Linked DNA regions of Mus musculus: region 1 is linked to region 2. A link is a contact called in public Hi-C data. All regions are on one chromosome and are shown on one strand. Each heading gives the region's core, a stretch centred on a gene start, on an enhancer-like site or on the middle of the called end of the contact. The rest is flanking DNA. Distances are from core to core; before and after follow the strand shown. Region 1 holds the start of Rbp7 (retinol binding protein 7, cellular). Region 2 overlaps Ube4b (ubiquitination factor E4B).

What was found. A called contact is a pair of places that touch in the nucleus more often than the background predicts.
Region 1: a Hi-C map of CD8 T cells shows a contact between it and region 2, with 1.4 times the contacts expected there. The contact joins the promoter of Rbp7 here to the enhancer-like site in region 2. A contact is called at or near these places in 4 of 15 datasets of contacts at CTCF or cohesin (the G1E-ER4 cell line, the NIH/3T3 cell line, large pre-B cells and 1 more), 27 of 484 Hi-C or Micro-C datasets (the AML12 cell line, CD8 T cells, the G1E-ER4 cell line and 18 more), 11 of 115 datasets of contacts at active chromatin or transcription factors (the HPC-7 cell line, bone marrow-derived macrophages, craniofacial prominence and 6 more) and 3 of 9 other capture datasets (adipose tissue, liver and pancreatic islet).

What each region holds. Positions count from the first base shown.
Region 1 is chr4:149,451,670-149,456,372 of GRCm38.p6, reverse strand. It overlaps Rbp7 (retinol binding protein 7, cellular), which reads left to right and starts at 1,405. Exons shown (of 4, transcript NM_022020.2): 1 at 1,405-1,495; 2 at 2,839-3,017; 3 at 3,423-3,524. The coding sequence starts at 1,423.
Region 2 is chr4:149,401,357-149,405,936 of GRCm38.p6, reverse strand. The region is part of intron 1 of Ube4b (ubiquitination factor E4B); the gene reads left to right. Among named protein-coding and RNA genes, the nearest start is that of Ube4b, 23 kb to the left of the region's middle. Within about 2 kb of position 2,721, at least 70 of the 459 cell types and tissues checked have an H3K27ac peak or open chromatin away from gene starts, as enhancers often do. A contact at or near this core is called in CD8 T cells, the HL-1 cell line, Th17 cells and 3 more, where this site is marked.

The DNA.
Region 1 (4,703 bases), core at 156-2,655, 52 kb before region 2:
TCATCACAGCAACAGGTAACAAAACTAAGACCCACCCGCTTGCTTTTACGGTGCAGACACAGAGCCCAGGGCCTCAGTGCAAGCTCTCTGTCACTGAGCTGCGTCTCCAGCCTGGTTTCCAGTTTCCTTCTTTTGAATTTTGAAAGGTTTAGGACTCTGGTGGAAGTGATGTCACCTAACTTCTGAGATCGCTTTGTAGGACACAGGGCAGCACCTTTGTGGTTCTCTTGGGACTCTTAGAGAACTCAACCTCCATGCTATCTGGGATCCCTAACAGTCCATAAAGAGCCTATAGCTTACCAGACCCAGCCCTCAGCTCTTTTTTTTTTTTTTTTTTAAGATTTATTTCTTTATTTCATGTGTGTGAGTACACTGTAGCTGTCTTCAGACACACCAGAAGAGGGTGTCAGATCCCATTACAGATGGTTGTGAGCCACCATGTGGTTGCTGGAAATTGAACTCAGGACCTCTGGAAGAGCAGTCAGTACTCTTAACCACTGAGCCATCTCTCCAACCCCTGGCCCTCAATTTTCAAGTGTGGACAGATTTCCAGCTAACACACAGTCAAGTCTGACCAGCTGGTCTAACCTGAGCAGGGTAAAAGAAATGAGTTCCTGGGCTAAAGAGATGGCTCAGCGGTTAAGAGCACTGACTGCTCTTCCAAAGGTCCTGAGTTCAAACCCCAGCAACCACATGGTGGCTCACAACCATCTGAATCAAGACCTGATTCCCTCTTCTGGTGTTTGAAGGCAGCTACAGTGTACTTACATATAATAAATAAAATAAATCTTAAAAAAAAAAAAAAAGAGCTGGGCGTGGTGGCACATGCCTTTAATCCCAGCACTCGGGTGGCAGAGGCAGGTGGATTTCTGAGTTTGAGGCCAGCCTGGTCTACAAAGTGAGCTCCAGGACAGCCAGGGCTATACAGAGAAACCCTGTCTTGAAACCCCCCCCCAAATAAATGAGTTCCTATTTATTAGGATGGCTAGGTGCTGCATATACATTGATGTATGTGTGGGCATGCGTGTGTAAATCAGAGAACAGCTGGTTTTAAACATTTATGTTGACCCAGTCAGTATTTGATGCTGGGAGCTGAAAGCCATTCGTTTAGTTATTAACATCTAAGAATAAGGGATGACCTGGGTCACACCCTGGGCTCAGAGGTGTTTAAAGTTAAACTAAAGGAGGGAGTCACAAGGGAAACAGAGGTTGCCAAGGTAGGGTGGGGCAGGAGAAGGGATGGAGCCAGGAGTACGTGGGAAAGGAAGGAAGGAGGGATAGCCAGGGCTCCACACCCCCAGCTTCCCTGTCCCCTCCTGCAGTCCCCTTGGGCTCCATCCTGGCTCCGCCCTCGCCCCATTGACAATATAGGGCACCACTGCCTGTGACTCTTGGGCTTTGGCTGCGGACAGACACCAAACCATGCCAGCAGACCTCAGCGGTACCTGGAATCTTCTCAGCAGCGACAACTTCGAGGGCTACATGCTGGCCCTGGGTAGGACTTAGGGTTGTGCAGCTAGGGGGAGCTAAGGTTGGGGAGCAAGGCCTCGGGCCTCCGGGATTGAGTGAAGACAGTTTGTCCTGTGTGTTCCAGGTCCTTCTGTCCCCTGTGGGTTATGTTCTCGCTGGTCAGCTCCTGTCCTTGTCCCAGAGTCTCTGCTGCTCTGTCTTTCTTCTGACCCCCTTGTCTCGTCTGTCACTCATCCCATCTGTCGGTACCTCTCTGCGTTCCTCGAATCTCAGGTGCTTATGTACCCCTGCCTATCCAAATCTGCGTGGATATGTGGGATACGGTTGGGAGCGGCTGGGGCTCCTAGGGGCAGGGCGGGTCCTGGCACTGGAAACCAGGCAAACAGCAGCTGCAGTCTGCGTGAGAATTCAATTTCCCCGCCAGAGCTGAGCCCGCTTGGCTAATGGCCAGTGTTCGGAGTTCAAGGCTACTCCTGCAGATGAACCGGCAGAGTCAGCCTGAGCTGCCCATGTGTGTGGCGAGAGAGCAGTGCCCCACACCCTGAACCCTGTGGCCTCCAGTGCATGGGTCCACGAGAGAGGGTCTGATCACTGACCCTGCTTCCTAAAAGACTCTCGGTATGGCGCTGACCGGGCAACTTGCTCTGGCTCTATGGATTTGACAGATTTGGGCAACTATTCCTGCATGCAGAGCATCCTTGCCAGGGCTTGTATTGGGATTTATTTGTTCGGGTTTTTTTGTTTGTCTGTTTTGAGATAAGGTCTCACGTTGTAGGTCAAGCTGGCCTGGACCTCACTTTGTAGACCAGGCTGGTCTCAGACTTCAGGAAATCCTCCTTTCTCAGTTTCCCAAGTATAGAGATTAGAGACCTAAGCTACCATATCTTGCTGTACTGGGTACTTGAAAAACTTCCTTCAAGTACATAGAACAGACTTCAAAACCCCAGTAAGTAAAAGCAATTAAAAAAAAAATCATCCTTCTTTAGCGGCTAGAGAGGTGGCTTAGTCATGCACATGGCAGCGCACAACCATCTGAATGCCCTGTTTACAGGGAATGCGATGCCCTCTTCTGGCCTCTCTGGGCACTGCATACATGTGGTGCACAGATATGCCTGCAGGTAAAATTTATACAAGTTCTCGTGAGTCAAGTATGGTGGTGCACACCTATGATCCAATATTTGGAAGTGGAGGGAAGAAGATCAGAAGTGTAATGTCACCTTTGCCTGTATAAGTTCAAAGACAGCATGTGTTATGTAAAATCCTGCTTTAAAACCAGCTGCTCTCTGAGTTACACACGCATGCCCACGCATACATCAATGTAAATGATTAAAATAAAAAATATATATAATAAGAACAATAACTTTGCAGGTATTGACTTTGCAACTCGTAAGATTGCCAAGTTGCTGAAGCCACAGAAAGTGATTGAGCAAAATGGGGACTCCTTCACCATCCAGACGTGCAGCAGCCTCAGGAACTACCTTGTAAAATTCAAAGTTGGAGAAGAGTTTGAGGAGGATAACAAAGGCCTGGATAACAGAAAATGCACGGTAAGGGCTTAGGCAGCAGCTAAGGGCTAGGGCTCTCACTTAGCCAGCATGAGGCCCAGGGAAGATTACTAGCACCTTAGAAAAAGAAAAACGAAAGAACATAGGCTTGGGGCTGGAGAAACAGCTCATCAGCTAAGAGCATTTGGGCTCTTGTAGAGAATGGAGAGTTTAATTCCCAGCACCCACATGGTGGCTCACAACCACCTGTAACTGCAATTCCAAGGACCTCTGTGGGCACCAGCCATGCACATAGTACACATACATGCATGGAGGCAACACATAAAATTTTAAAAGATCAAAATGTAACCTAGGCTGCAGATCTCAGTTAGCGCTTCACTCAGTCCACCCGGTAATGTTTAAGGATCCTGCCATAGTGAAACACTGTTTCTCTCTCCCTCCTTGCAGAGCCTGGTTACCTGGGAGAATGACAAACTCACTTGCGTACAGAGAGGAGAGAAGAAAAACAGAGGCTGGAGCCACTGGATCGAAGGGGACCAGCTCCACCTGGTACTGATCTGTCCTGATCTTTTGAAAACATTTTGGGGGAGGGGTGGGAGGAGAGATTTAAATCACTATTTCTTTACTTGTATTCATGTGTATGTATGTGTGCCTATGTGCCTCTCTCTCTCTCTCTCTCTCTCTCTCTCTCTCTCTCTGTGTGTGTGTGTGTGTGTGTGTGTGTGTGTGTGTCACATGTATGCAGTGCCTTCAGAGACCAAAAGAGGGCACTAGATCCCCTTGGAACTAGAGTTGCAGGTGGTTGTGAGTGTGGGGAACTGCACCCTGGTCCTTTGCAAGAGCTATCTCTCTATCCCCTTGTTTTTTACTATTTAAAAAAGTTGTCAGCCGGGCAGTGGTGGCGCACACCTTTAATCCCAGCACTTGGAAAGCAGAGGCAGGCAGATTTCTGAGTTCGAGGCCAGCCTGGTCTACAGAGTGAGTTCCAGGAGAGCCAGGGCTATACAGAGAAACCCTGTCTCGAAAAAAAACAAAAACCAAAAACCAAAAAAAAAAAAGTTGTCATAACAGTATGTTTTGATCATATTCTATCCCCTCCCTAAGTCCTTTCAGACTTTTATCTCTCTATCTAGTACCTAACTTCATATTCCTTCTTTGAAACCAAAATAAATAAATTTAAAAACAACAACAAAAACAACCCCCAGACAACAATAGGCGCATGGAGTCCATTTTGCAGTGGTCACTTCTCCTGCACATGAGATATGCCTTGGAGAGCAGCTGATATACTGTGCGCCATAGGAGAAAACTGATTTCTCCTCTCCCAGAAGATATCAATTGGCTGGGCACTTCCTGTCATTTTCTTCTCAATTCTGGGATTTGTCTGGCTTGACTTTCTGCAGGTCTCGTGCATGCTGTCACAGGCTCTGTGAGTGTGTCCATACACCAGCCCCGCTGTGTCTGGCAGAGGCTGTTCCCTGGGAGTCGCCCACCACCTCTGGCTCTTAGAGTTTTTCTGCCTCTTCTTCTAAATAGATCCTAGAGCCTCGACGGCTATCTTAAGGCATCAGGTACAGGGCTGAGTGCTCCAAGGTCTCTCGCTGTCTGCCCACTGTCCAACTGTGGGTCTCTGATAATTACCATCTACTGCATGAGGAAGCTCCTTTTTTGAGGGCTGAACAATGCACTGGGATGAGCCCCACATGAGTGTCCTTTGTTCTTATTTGAAAA
Region 2 (4,580 bases), core at 1,472-3,971:
TGAGCTTAACAAAGATGGAGGTTATTTCAGGAATTCAGGAGTTGCCTTCTGCAACTAGGAACAGAAAGATGGCTGAGTCACGCTCCCCAGCTCCTCCATCGCCTCGTCACAGCCTTGCTTGCCCTCTCGTTGCCTCACCTCCATGTCACTCCAGCCTTCTTCCAGACGTCCTAGCTCATGTCCCTCGTATACAGCTGAGCTTGGCTAGAGTATAGACAAGCTCAGTTTCCCCCTACCTGTTTTTTTTTGAAACATGGTGTCAGTAGTACAAGCTAGCCATGAGCTTACTCTCATGCTCCTATTGTAGTGCATGCTGCTAAATTCAGTTCTCAACTTAAAAATAAAAGAGATTTATTTACTTATTTATTTTTAGGTTTTGGTTTTTAGAGACAGGGTTTCTCTGGGTAGCCCTGGCTTTCCTGGAACTCACTTTGTAGACCAGGCTGGCCTCAAACTCAGAAATCCACCTCTGCCTCTGCCTCCCAAGTGCTGGGATTAAAGGCACGTGCCACCACTGCCTGGCGGATTTATTTTTATTTTATGTATATGAGTGATTTGCCAGAATGCTTGTATGTGTACCGTATGCATGTCTGCAGTATCAGAAGTAGCATCAGGTTCCCTGAAACTCGACTTAGAGATGGTTGTGAGCCACCATGTGTGTGCTGGGAACTGAGCCAGCCTCCTCTGCAAGTGCTCTTAACCAGCGAGCCGTCTCGTCTCTCCAGCCCTTAGCTCTCGACTTTGTAATCTGACGATTTTTACATTTACAGAAAGGTTGAATAAATTGCTTTGAATCATCAGCTACTAATGTGTTCACGTTTTCTCTTAGCGTATAAATTAGTGTACACAGACACACTTGGCTTGTGCTGAACTGTTTGCAGGTTTGGTCGCCATAGAGATGTGGGGACTGGGCGGTGGTGCTGAAGGTCTCATTAACAAGCGAGACAGGACCAGAAGGAGCAGGGTGGGCTGCAGAGCAGTTATGTGGACAGGAGCGTGTCAGAAGAGGGGGATTAGTCCTCTTCCCCATGTGCTGTGCGCAGCCTGTGGCAGGCAGTTCCAAGCATCACTTCCCGGTTAGGTAGGGTTTGGAGTTAGTTATGTCTCCGCCCTGTCACCTGGTCTTGGAGGGAAGGTGGGGTGGAACAGGGTGACAGCAAGTGTTTGCAGGTTTTAGAGGTGTAGTATGAGATTTGCACTAGCAGTAGTGTGGATACAGAGGAAATCGGTGCATGTCTTGTAGCAACTGGATTTTTAGTTCAGCTTCTACAAGTCTACTGTAAACCCTGAAAAGCATAGAAACACACTTAGTTTTAAAAGCCATGGATGTGAGGCAGGAGAGACGGCTCAGTCTGTAAGAGGTGTCACTGCTATTCCAGAGTCCCGGATAAGAGGGTTCACAGCTGCCTGTAACCCCTGGCCTCGAGGTCTGCTTCATGGGCACCTGTATATACATGCTTGTGAAAGGTTCACACAGACCCACAAAAAATAAATATAAATCTTAGAGAGGAAAAAAAAAGAAGACATCAAAGTGAACACAGCGCACCCTACTTTTGTATTATTCCTGGTGAGGATACAGGATGCTGAGCTCTCCGTGGGCTGGTCTCCCTGTGAGGCTGTGACACAGGCACGCGTCCGTGTGCTCCCTTCCCATACTGCCTCTGCCCTCATCCCATGCCCTCCTGACCTTGTGTCCTGACTGCCCCTTTGCTTTTCCTTTCCTGGTCTATTTAGAGGACTTTGAGGGTAGGAATTAGGACTCAAGTGGAACATCTTCTTCAACTTTGTGGCACACAGTAGGCACTTATCGACATGCCACAAGGAATTCGTGGTAGGACAGGATGCTCCTGTCCTATTGTAGCCAGAACACCGGGTGGATGTTCTGTGCTCCACTGTGCACCCCTCACCAGAGAGGTCAGTATGTTCAGTGTTGCTGATCAGAGGGTTGAGGCAGTGTCCGACACCAGCAGTCTGTACAAAGCTGACTTCTTAAACTAGTCAGCGGCAGTGCCACCTTGTCACCGTAGGAATGTCTTGTGTGGAGACAGGTGATGTGTGGGAAGTCACAGTCCAGCTTCAAACCCTGCACTGTGTCCCCTGAGCTGTGTTGCTGAGCAAGTCACTTCACTGGAGGTGGTTTCCTCACTTGTAAAATGGTAGTGGAGTGTGCGGACCCCTGGGTTGTTAACTGAGCTTACACATGGGCTATAGAGCTGCATCTGGCCCATGGGAAGCAGAGGGCTACCTCAGTTAATTATTCACTTACTCCTTTGTGTCAGGATCACCAAGAGCCTCCAGAAGTGACATTGTAAGTAGAAAGATTACCATCTGTCCGTCGTCCCTGTCCCATCCCCTTCCTCTTCGTAGGAACAGGGGTAGGTTGTTGCTGAGATCTGGGAGGTCTCGTGTGACTGAAAAATGTGTAGACTATCTTTAGGAGAACATCCTAAAGACTAGAAGTTGTGAGTGATGTCTGTCTGTGTGTTGGAATTTATTTACTTTGTAAAATTTTAGTTGGAAATAAGGATTTTTGCAGACTGTATTTTATTAAATTTAAAGCAGTATTTTGTGGACCCTCCCGACCCCCACAACGAGCTAAAACTAAGAGGAGCAGTTTGATCTGCCCTGCCCTGGGGCTTTCCCTGCCTTGAGTCTAGTGTGGGTAAATCCGGAGGAGGGGGTGGGACCTACAGCATCAGGAGAGCCATTAGGGGAAACCCTGTTGTAGTGTCAGCTAAAAATGTGACCTGAGACGGGCAGAATGTGGCTCCTGTTTAGGGTCTGGGGCGGGGCACAGCCGTGGCCATGGAACTGCCACAGCTGTTTCTGTTTCATGCTTTTCCATTTTTGATCTGTGACAAATGGAAAAGGAAATCTTTTAAAAAGAACCTAGGTTTAACTTGAGATAACCAGCCATAAAAAGTAGGTTGAGTAAAGAAAAGGAATTTAGTAATACTTGGAATGCTGGGACTGGCTACTTCCTCCCTCTCCCTCCCTCCCTCCCTCCCTCTCTGTGCGTGTTTGTGTGTGTGTGTGTGTGTGTGTGTGTGTTAGGGGTGTAGGGGGACTGTGCAGATGTCCTCTGAGGACAGAAGAGGTTGTTGGATCCCTGGAGCTGGAATTATACCTGGTTATAATCCCCCATACATGAGTGTCCAGGAGCAGTGAGGGCTCTTTGTTTCTTTGTGTAGTCCTAGCTATCCTAGAACGAACTGTAGCCCAGGCTGGCCTCAAGACTCAGCAGAGATCTGTCTGTCTCTGCCTCCTACGTGCTGGGATTAAAGGTGCACTCCATCATCACCCCCTGGCCGCAGCAACTTAAAATGTCTTATTTTTTGAGCCGCATATTGACGCATGGTCACACATGCTTTTATTCTCAGAACTTGGGAAGTGGAGACAGTAGGATCAGAAGTTCAAGACCAGCCTTAGTTAGATAATGAGTGTGTGGTCAGCCGGACTATGTGAGACCCTGTCTTCAGACACCAAGCCAAACCAAACCCCTGATTTTGGGTATGCCCAGCCCTTTAGTGGAGTCATTAGCAAGCACAGTGCAGTGCCAACAGCCAAGGCTACAAAGCAGTGGGCAGATATGGCAGAAAGCTGCAGTGTTAGTGTGCTCTGAAGAAATGTAGTCCTAAGTACTGAAAATACTGGTGGTGTAAAGCCAGATGCAAAAGTGACAAAAATACAAGAAGATATCTGTGTTTGAAAACTAGAATATGCAGGAATCACTAAAGAAAATCAGGGAATCTTTGAGAATGGGGGCTGTTCATATTAGTATTTATATAAGTGTTTTCAGTAATGTCATTAAAAATTTTAAAAAGAACATTTATTTTTATTTCAGGCTAGAGCGATAGCTCTGTGGTAAGGTCAGTAGATCTCTTCCAGAGGATCTGGGTTCAGTCCCAGCATCCACATGAAGATCTGTAGCTATAGTCTCAGCAGATCGCTCTCTGGCCTCTAAGGACTCTCTGTGGGTTATGTGGTGCATGGATGTAGCGTGTGGGCACAACACCCATATGCACACAATAATAAGATACAATGGAAACTTTAAAGAGTTATTTTTATTTTTAATTATGGGTGTTTGTTTGTGTGCTTTTGGCAAGTGTGCAGTGTCAGAGGAGGCCGATGAGGGGGAATCCCTTGGGCCTGGAGTTGCAGACAGTTGTGAGTCATCCATCGTGCATGCAGGGAACCGAATTCAAGTCCCATCTAAGCACAGGCTGCATTCCCAGCCGCCGAGCCAGCTCCCCAGCTCCGTCGTACATCAAAACTTGGCACACTTAAATTTCATGATGCAGATTTTATCTCTTAGTTTTCAAAGAAAATCATACCTTGAGCTGGAGCTGTCAACCTGAGAGCTGAGTGCTTGCTAAGAGTGTGGCACGCCCCATGCTCAGGTCTTATTGCTGAAATTAAAACAGAACACAGCAACAAAGAAGTCGGGACTGGGAGATTGCTTGGTGGATAACATGCTTGCTGTAAGTGTTTAGGGACCAGACTTCAGACACCCAGCACCCTGACAAAGCCTGCGTGGCTGTGGCACGTTTGCAGCTGTGCAGGGGGAGACAGGTGTGGGA